Regions from separate parts of the Mus musculus genome. Here region 1 is linked to region 2. The links are chromatin contacts, called in public HiChIP or PLAC-seq maps. All regions are on one chromosome and are shown on one strand. The core of a region is the stretch at or near the end of the contact, and the rest is flanking DNA. Distances in the headings are between cores, read along the strand shown.

Evidence for each region. HiChIP or PLAC-seq counts read pairs in DNA pulled down with a chosen protein or histone mark.
Region 1: a contact with region 2 is called in an H3K27ac HiChIP or PLAC-seq map of embryonic stem cells, with 5 read pairs. The contact joins the promoter of Kif1c here to the promoter of Med11 in region 2. A contact is called at or near these places in 8 of 39 promoter capture datasets (the C10 cell line, cranial neural crest, embryonic stem cells and 5 more), 5 of 484 Hi-C or Micro-C datasets (B cells, Sertoli cells, embryonic stem cells and 1 more), 15 of 115 datasets of contacts at active chromatin or transcription factors (the SCID.adh cell line, bone marrow-derived macrophages, embryonic basal ganglia and 7 more) and 2 of 9 other capture datasets (adipose tissue and liver).

Annotation. Positions count from the first base shown.
Region 1 is chr11:70,698,371-70,703,308 of GRCm38.p6, reverse strand. Kif1c (kinesin family member 1C) reads right to left here and starts at 2,761. Exons shown (of 23, transcript NM_153103.2): 1 at 2,600-2,761; 2 at 758-937; 3 at 404-537; 4 at 1-41. The coding sequence starts at 509. It overlaps Inca1 (inhibitor of CDK, cyclin A1 interacting protein 1), which reads left to right and starts at 3,154. Exons shown (of 7, transcript NM_001252484.1): 1 at 3,154-3,251.
Region 2 is chr11:70,448,881-70,453,817 of GRCm38.p6, reverse strand. Med11 (mediator complex subunit 11) reads right to left here and starts at 1,900. Exons shown (of 3, transcript NM_025397.3): 1 at 1,755-1,900; 2 at 1,480-1,610; 3 at 86-716. The coding sequence starts at 1,839. The coding sequence ends at 579.

The DNA of each region.
Region 1 (4,938 bases), core at 1,512-4,011, 250 kb before region 2:
GCTTTTGGGGGCATCCTTGCTCTGTTTGGGATTAATGATGGCTGCGAATACAAAGAAAGAAAAGCCACAGTCAAGCACTCTCAACCTTTGCCCATTTTCCCATAAGCCCTGAGGATTCAGGATCCCACTCCCCACCTCTGTCCTAACTCATTTCTTCCCTTTAATAATCCCCACCCCCTCCAGCCACCAAAGCTAATTTTGGCTTCACAGGACCCGCCCCCACTGAGCTGCCTCCCTGGATTGGGCAACGGAGGGCTGCTGGCCAACATTCCCCCTCCCCGGGACAGGAACATGGAAAGGCCAGCCTTCCCCCCCCCCCCCCCCAGCTAGCACATGCTCTGTGCCCAGCATAGAGGCCTGGCCTCCCCTCTGATGTCCCAGCTAGGCCTCTGGATTCACTCACAGGTGGTGTTGCCCTGCATGCTGACCACACACTTGGCATCCTGGCTGGTCTCACGGGCATTAAAGGGCCGAACCCTCACTGCAACTTTCACGGAGGCTCCAGCCATAGCTTCCAGGATCTCCTGCCCTCCTCAGCTGGAGGACAGAAAACAAGGGGGTGGTCAAAGCCCCTGGGAAAACTCGACACTGCCTCCTGCTTCTGGAATCCATGTCTCCATCCCAGCTAGGGTACCCAGCCCCTCAGCTGCTGCTCTGCTGGCCTTCCTCCCAAATGTCATTCCCAAAAACAGTCCTGCCTCTCTCTCCCCAACCAGATCCCAGTTTGCAGGGACTTGGGCCATCACCCCAGAGTTACCTGGTGTCCTGGCCCCAGATCAGCGGGGCTGTATCAGTTCTGGCTGCCACCGGCCCGCGTATGGGGAGCCCCATCCTACACTTGGGGCCTGGCCACACCAGCAGGGCTGTAAGGGAAACCCTGATTGTGGGGGAAGAGTAGTCAGGAGGCACCTGTAGCTCCAAAGGTCTGTCTGGGGTTCTGTGTTTAGAGGGCAAGGGAGAGGGATGTGTTAGGAAAGCTAAGGATAAGCTGCCCCTCTGGAGTGGCTGAACGCAATGTGAATCCAAGGGCAGAGACAGTGATATTTTTATTCCTAGTCACTTGCAAGTGTACTGAGCATTCAGTTAGAGGAGAGAGAGAGAGAATGAAACACAGATTGGACAGAGGGTGATTCAGTGTGAAGAACACATGGGCAGAGATGCTGAGGGTGGCAGGAAGGGAAGAGGAGGGACAGAAAGTTACAGACACCAAGAAAGTGAGAGGAATCAGACAAGAGACAAGATTGAGGTCAGGCTATAAAAATAAAGAATGACAGAAGAAAAGGAAAGAGAGACTCAGAGATATTGAGAAGACAGAGAGTGAGGGCTCTGGGGCCAAAGCACAAACTGGAAACCCAGAAGACAGACAGGTAAGAGGAGACAAAAAAACCCAGTCATAAAACTGGAATCTGTAATTCTTCTCCAGGGTCGGCAATTCTCACATAGAGCTGACAACCCCCACACGAGGCAGGGCCACTACTGATTGGCAAAGTCCAAGGGCTAGTGGAACAGCCTGTAACAAGGACTCACAGGGCCTGCTGGTGATCCCCAAACCCCTTGCCCAGCCCCCAGTACTTCCTCCTCAGGATCCAGGACAATGGGCAGGGGAGGGTGGGGTCATCCTGTATGCATAATATCAACACCCCCCCCAGGACTCCTCGCAGGGAGACCCAGAATACCTGTATCTTCAGGGGGGGGGCTACACCCAAGGAGGGGGGCTTCATGAAAGGAAAGCCAAGGGAAAAGGAAACAGGTTGGTCCTAACCCAACCTGGGGCTAGTGCTATGGCGTCCACTAGCCTGGGGAAAGTGCCAGGCTGCAGCCTAGGAATGTGGGTGATCCGGGTGCCCACACCCTAGGAGGAGAGTCTAAGCAGCCCACGCCCACGGATAGCAGGGTGAAGACTTCAAAAAGAAAAAGAAAAAAAGAAAGAGATCAACGATGCTGCACTCCCACCTGTAGCCCCCAAAGACCGCCAATTTCTGTCATGCTATTTGGGCCTCACCTCCCCAGCCTTCCTAGGCAGAGCAGGGGAGGAGTGAAGGGGCTGGTTTATCCCACCACAGGAAGGGAGTAGCCGAAATCACAGAGACTGGCTCAGGAAGACTAGTCCTGACCCCCAAAACCCTAACTAGGGGAGGGAAGGGCACCAGGGTGGACAGGCAATATGACTCGTCCGAAGCTAAGAAAACAAGGAATTGGGTGGCAAGAATAGGGTACAGCGGGGTAAAGATATAGGGAGTAGGTGCAGGGTCTGCAGGTCCTGCTTTAAAGGCGCACTGGGGAGGAGGCTAGGTGGGGCAGACCGACTCCAAAGGGGGTCTCGGGTCACCTGCACCTTGCCCACTGGCAGGTCTCCAACAAGCCCCCGCCTGTCCTCTCTGGGCGGCCATGAGTTCCTGGTCCTCCAGTCCAGCCAACCGACGGCTGCCCGGGGCCTGGCACCTCTCTGCGCCTCCGCGGGATAAATAGCACATGATCCGAGCTCTCGCGCCTAGCCCGCTTGGCCGGGTCGTGCAATCGGGACCTCGGAACTCCGGCTCCCCGCCCCACAGCGCATTCCTCCGCGGGCGTCCCCTCCCTGCCCCCCACCGGCTCTCACCTCGTCGCGGCAGGACTCCCCGGCGGAGAGCAAAGGGACAAACTTTCTGGGATGCCTAAGACCGGCGAGGGAGAGACCGGGGGCCAGTTCGGGGCTGCCCCCGCCCCTCGCCGGGTCCCCGGGCGGCGGGCGGCGGATCGCGCCCCGGGGGCGGCAGCAGAAGCGGCGCCAGCGGCCGGCGCCCGCCCGGGCAGCGCGAGCTGGGGCGGGAGCGAGGGGCGGGGGACGGACGGACGGGCGCGCGCGCGGACGGGCGAGCGGGCACGCGCTGTCCCGGGAAGGAGCCACCCGGGTCACTCTAGTTAAAGGGGCAGTGCACTCTGACAGTAGGGCTCGCCGGGCAGAGACAGGGAAACTGAGTTGCGGACACTAAGGGAAAGCAAATCACCAGAACGTGGGAAAACTAGCGCTCCTGAGGAGTCGGGAAAGGCGAGGTCGGACGCAGGAGGGGACTTAGGCCGGAGCCGCGCACGTCGTCGCCGTCAGAGGCGCGCCTAGGGGGCGGGGCTTAATGGCAGACCACGCCCAGGAGGCGGTCCCCCTCAGGCCCGGCCTTCAGGCGAGCCAGGCAAGTGGGGCGACCGGGCTCACTACGGAGCTGCTCCTTCCTGCCCGACCTGAGGTTCCAGAACTCGCTTCGCAGTTGCCTCAGGTGATGGGGCCAAATGCAGAGACGTCGCCGACATAGCCGCACGGACGCTCTCTTCTCAGATAGCCTTCTGGTTTGACTCCCGGACCGCCGCCTCAGCCCGTCAGCCCCAGTCAGCCCCAGTCAGCCCCTCAGGCTCAGGTGGCCTCTTAGGCCGCTGTTGCCTTCTCAGGGCCGGTGAAGGAGACCCCTGCCTGTCCAGCCTGGTTTGCCCATGTCCCTAAGCTCACCACCCCAGTTTTGCCTTCCTGCCTATTACCAAAGATTTGGCTATAGACCCCAGTCTTCCTGCCAGAGGTCGCCTTGGCCCCTTTAGACCTAGTTCTCCACCCCCCCACCCCCCACCCCCCCCCCCAGTAAGGCTACCCCAACACCAGGCTCCTCAGCCAGGGCGACACCTTTCAGATGCCCATCCACCCTCTTAGTTGTATCTTGCTGCCAAGGTCTTGACTATCCCCTGGTCAACTATCCATTCCGTCTGGCTGCCTTAAACCCCTTAGATCTAGGTCACCCACTCAGGCACAGCCATCCAAATTCCTCATTGCTCCTTTAGTTCTAGACCCCCTACGAATTCAGGATATCCATTTTTTAGATCTCACACTAAACAGCCCAACTCTCGACCATCTGCCACTTCAAGATACTCCTTTTGCTTTTAATCTTCCTCAACATTTCTCAGCTCAGTTTAGCTGCCCTTGATTTTGTTTTGTGATGGACTGGGTCTCTCTTTGTAACCCCTACCCCCAGGCTAGCCTTAAACACTCAACCCTGTGTTAGCTGCCTGAATGCTGGGGTCACAGGATTGCAAAACTATGCCTGGCTCACTCTTTGGATAACCTTTGCTTGTAACATTTTCTGATTTTGTCCTTTATGCCAGCCAACATGCACTCCTAACTTACCAGGCAGTTTATTGTTTAGGGTCCCAGGGCCTTGGGCATGTCGGCAAGCTCTCTGCCACTTAACTGCAGTCATATTGCTTCCCCAGCTTTTTTTTTTGTTGTTTCATTTTGGACAGAAATCTTGTTTTAAACCAGTCTGGAGTCAAAACTCAAAGATTAAGTCTCCTGAGCCTTTGGGATTACAAGTCTGTATATCACTCCTGGCTTTTACCTAGTATTTGTTCATTTATTTAATTTTATTTTTCTGGACTTCTCTAGAATTCTTTAAAAATAATTAAGTATTTTTGTGTTTCATGTGTGCATATGTGTAGAGATCAGATCCAGAGATTGAATTTAAGTCATCAGGATGGGGCAACAAGCAATTTTATCCATTTGTCCATCTAGTATATACTTTTTAAGATTTTATTTTTAAGCTGGGCAGTGGTGGCATATGCCTTTAATCTCAGCACTTGGGAGGTAGAGGCAGGCAGATCTCTGTGAGTTTGAGGACAGCCTGATCTCAGAGCCAGTTCCAGGTCAGACAGGGATACACAGAGAAATGCTGTCTCAAAAAGAGAAAAAAAAATAGTCTTAATTAATTACATATGTGCTCATATTTGTGCATGTGGGTGTATGCCGGTATGGGTGCCTGTGGAGGTCAGAAGAGGGTATCAAATCCTCTAGAGGGGAGTTAGGAGTTACACGTGTAAGCCATCTGACATGGATGCTGGGAACCTAACTCAGGTCTTCTCCAAGAGCAGCAAGCACTCTTAACCACTGAGCCATCTCTCCAGCTCTCATAGCTAACATTTTTA
Region 2 (4,937 bases), core at 651-3,150:
CTGGGCTGATGCTGTGTAGACAGGACTCGAGTCCTCAGTCTCTTGGAGCCTCATACATATGAGAGAGAGAGCGAGAGAGAGACTCTTAGCTTTATAAAAAAATACAGCTTTTATTATTAAAACACTTAGTTCCTGTTTTGTTTCTTCCAATGAGGAACATAACTTCCCCTTTTGAAGGAGGGTCCCTCTATGTACTTAGCCCAGGTTGGTCTCAAACTACAGCAATCTTCCCACCTCTACTTCCCAAGTACCGGGCCTACAGGTGTGAGCCACTGTGTGTGCTTATAAGAACACATTTATTTTTATTGGGCCAAGTCTTCTGAAACTCCAGGGCAGGGTGCACATGAGGAAGTGGGTTGGGAGTTGACCTCTGACCTCTGTCTGATCTTGCATAGTGGAAAACAGGGCCGTCTTGCTGGAAGAGTCAGAAGAGATGTGTGTACACTGGGGCTTTGGATTCTTCAGTTCTCCTTTCTGCCTTGTGGTCCTCGTCTGCCCTGACCAGTAGGGCACGTGTATGATGCACTGCTCCCCATCCTACGGTCTCTGGTGCAGGGCACACTCTGGATCATCCGAACTCAGTTCTCCAGCATCTGCTCACAGGTTCTCGCCACATCACTAATCTTGAGGCGGGCGTAGTCTACTCGCTTTAGAGCCATTTGACAGTCCTTCCTGGAAGAGTAGCTGGAGCCCTCATGCGGCTGCCCTGTGGCCACCTACAAGTCAGATCAATCAATGGGGTACTGCCTCTCTTTACCACCCACAACCGGGCAGTATTATTTCTCTGGTCTCACATCTTTCCCAAGTTTGATCTACATTAGTTGACTGGTAACTCAGTGTTCTAAGGCAACAACAACAACAACAAAAAAAAAAAAAAAAGAAAAAGCTTAACCACTGTGTGAACCTCATCTATGAAATAGGGACCACAGCGAATACTTCCTAGAGTTTTAGGATATGCCCAGCACACCACAGATGTCAGTAAACAGTAGCAGCTGGAGTAAAGACTCTGGAAGCCTCTTAGCGATGTCTGTCTTCTTAGTCCCCAAGCAAATATGGCCTCACAAGTTTCTGGGAACAACGTTCGGTAGCTTCAGTATTTATTTATTTATTTATTTTTATTTATTTATTTCAGTACCTGGGCCTCTTTATGGTAGGTAAGTGCTCTAACACAGAGCTCCAACTCTCTTTCTGACCTACTGGGTCTGAATTGCCCAGACAAGTTTTGAACTTGTGATCTTCCAGCCTCAGGCACTTAAGTAGCTCAGAATACCGGCCTGTGCCAGCTGGTATGCCTAGGGTATTGTTTATACACCCTAGACATTTTTAATCCTTTCCTTTTAGAGGACTAAACCAGCCCTGAAATGAAAGTACCTATCGCGTAAGAGGCAGTCTTACCTAGCTAAAGCTCAGGGAATCCCCAAGGCTAGGGCGTTGGTTCAGAGCTGGGGTCCCCGCCCAGCACCTTCTAGACACACCCACCTGAGTGAGGTAGCGGATTTGAGCGGATAGCTCTGCCTCCACGTGCTGCACAGAAGTGGTGAAGGCTGCCGCCTGCCGGTCGAGGAGCCGCTCGTTAGTCTTTTCCTTGGACAGTTCCAGGATCGCCGTTCCTGCCAGGGCGGGGAGAGGGCGATGTCAGACCCAGGCTTCAGACTCAGCCCCGCCCTAAGGCTAGCATTCAGGTCCCGCCCCAACTGCACGCAGAGTCCCGGGCTGGTCTTCACCCCTTGCCGTCTGCCCCTCGCTTCCCGAACCTGCGTTCTGGAGGATGGCGCCGATTTCACGCTCGATATCCTCCAGGGCGCGCAGCCGCTCGTTCGCCAGACTGTAGGTAGCCATCGTTCCAGTGGAAAGCCCCACAGGCCGTCTTTTGCGAGGTGTGGCGCCACAGCCCGGAAATGCCTGTTAATGTGCGCCTGCGCAGAGGCCACTGCAGCGAACACTACAATTCCCAGGATGCTCAGCGCGGCCTCGCCCTTCCGAGTCTACCTGGTCTAGTCTGACTGCCAGGGCGCTAATGCCAGGCCAGACAGGGGTGGAAAGAGGCGGTTATTGACTTGTTTTCTGACAGGATCTCAGTTTAGACCAAGTTGGCCTGGAACTCATAGAGATCCTCTGGTGTAATAGGTCTGTCAAAAATGAAGATAGTTTAAAGAGATACTTGTATCTCTTCAGTCTTGACTATCAGAACTTGTCTTCCAGAAAGAGATTTTACACAGTTCTAACAACTTGTCAGACCACTTTACAGGATGAGACTGAAGCCCAGATAATGAATAGTCAGTGATGGGTGTGACCACACACCTTGACTGAGGGTGGGGGTGCGGGTGGGGGTGGGGTACTTAGATGTGCACAACCTTGCTCTATTTAAACTTTGATGTTGCGTTAGCACCCTGAAGACTGACTTGAGGGGGCTTGCCGGATCTCTTTGTCACTCTTCCCAATGTGGCCACATTGGATACGTCTCCTTTTTTAACTTTCCATTTTTAATTGGCTTATTAAAGAAGGGTGGCCAGACATGACTTGGGCACTAGTCTTCCCCTCACCCCCTTCCCCACAAATTGAGTATCACTGCCTCTGCCTCCCTAAATACTGGGATTAAAGATATGAGCCACCACTGAAACAGCCCTGTGGCCCAAAGCCACTCAGACCTCTCTGATTTAGTTAACTGTCTGACTTACTGAATTTATAAGAATTTATTATTAAGCATTGGCCCTGGGCCAGGTGATGACAGTGGGAGTTCAAGTGGGTTCCTCCATACTGGGTAGTCATGGGCTCTTTGGTGGCCAACCTCTCCCAAGGAAAGCATGACATTCTCCGTGCCTAAGGCTTCTTCCTGATCCTGAGCCCAGCTCATTCTCATGTCCTGGTTCCTTCCCTCGACCTTTCTGTCTTTGATTATCAATTAGGTGTGCTAGGCTCTATGGATATAGAGATAAATGAAATGTTCTCTCACTCAATGGTGTTTGTTAGCTTATTTTATTTTATTTGGTTTTTTTGAGACAAGGTTTCTCTTTGTAGCCCTGGTTGTCTTGGAACTTGCTCTGTAGGTCAGGCTGTCCTCGAACTCACCAAGATCCGCCTGCCTCTGTCTCCTGAGTACTGGGATTAAAGGTGTGCATCACCACTGCCCACCAAGATTTATTTATTTAATTTGGTGAGTAAGGGTATTTTGTATCTGTATGTGTGTCTGTGAGTGATGTGCATGCATTGCTCATGGAGGTTAGAGAGGACATTGGATTGTTTAGAACTGGAGCTGTAGGCAGTTTTGAGGTACTGTGTGGTTGCTGGGAATTGAACAGGTTCCTCTGAAAGGGCAGCCATTGCTCTTAACCACTGAGCCATCTCTCCAGCCCTGGAAGTGGTTCTTGAACTGAATTCTAAAGGGCTGTTGTGATGGATGAAAGGTTGTTGTGGAAAAGGGAGCTAGTATTCTCTAAGAGATGGGGCTGTGAAGGAGCCTGGTATGGTTGAGGTCCAGTGAGGAGTTCTGTGTATGTGGAGTGAATGGAATGTGATTGGTGCTCAGGGCTGACATGAAGCTGGAACAGGAAGTTCAGGGAAGCTCAGAAGCTAAGTAATTGAAATTCATTCTAGGATGCTAGAAGAAGGGCTTGAGATGTTAAGAGCACTGGCTGCTCTTGCAGAAGACCTGAATTCAGCCCCCAGCATTACGTCAGCTGGCTCACAACTACTTATATCTCCAGCTCCAAGAAATCAGATATCAAGCTTATCTGGCACCAAGGGGAGGGGAAGCCTTTGGTCCTGTGAAGGCTCGATGCCCCAGTGTAGAGAATGCTAGGGCAGTGAGGCAGGAGTGGGTGGGCGGGTGGGGGAGCTCCCTCATAGAAGTAGGGTAAGGGGGAATGGGGTAGGGGGAAGGGGATAACATTTGAAATGTAAACAAATAAAATATCCAATTAAAATAAATAAGTAAATAAATAAGAAATCAGATGTCCTCTTTTGTCTTACACGCAGATGCCTGCACACATGTGACACAGACACACACAAGTGAAAGGGCGGAGGGTGGATTAGGGAGTAGTGGGTGTGAATATGCTCAAAATACATATTGTACAACATTCGCAAAGAATTAATTTTAAAAATCGGGGGAGAGAGGTAGGGGGAGGCTGGAGAGATGGCTCAGTGGTTAAGAGCACTGACTACTCTTCCAGAGGCCCTGAGTTCAAATCCCAGCAACCACATGGTGGCTTACAACCATATGAAAAGGGATCTGATGCCCTTTTCTGGTGTGTCTGAAGTCAGCTACAGTGTACTCATGTGTATATAAAATAAAATTTTTAAAAAATGGGGGGGGGGAGGGGATGGGTTTCTCTGTGTATCCCTGTCTGTCCTGGAATTTACTCTGCAGACTAGGCTGGCTTTGAACTCACAGAGATTTGCTTCTGCCTTTCAAGTGCTAGGATCAAAAGGTGTTCACCACCATTGCCTGTCTCAAATAATTAAAGTATTTTATTTTATTTTATTTTATTTTGGTTTTTCAAGACAGGGTTTCTCTGTGTGTAACCCTGGCTGTCCTGGAACTCACTCTGTAGACCAGGCTGGCCTCGAACTCAGAAATTCGCCTGTCTCTGCCTCCCAAGTGCTGGGATTAAAGGCATGCACCACCACACCCTGTTCAAAGTATTTCTTAAAATGAAAGAAATTCTGAAGGGATTTTGGGACCTTTGAAGAAAGTGTGTCATAACCAGATGTATTTTTTTTTTAAGAGTACTCTTAAGATTTACATCAAGCCAGGCAGTGGTGGCGCATGCCTTTAATCCCAGCACTCAGGAGGCAGAGGCAGGCAGATTTCTGAGTTTAAGGCCAGCCTGGTCTACAGAGTGAGTTCCAGGACAGCCGGGGCTACACAGAGAAACCCTGTCTAGAAAAACAACAACAACAAAAAGATTTACATCAAGAGTAAAAATACTGCTGGTTGT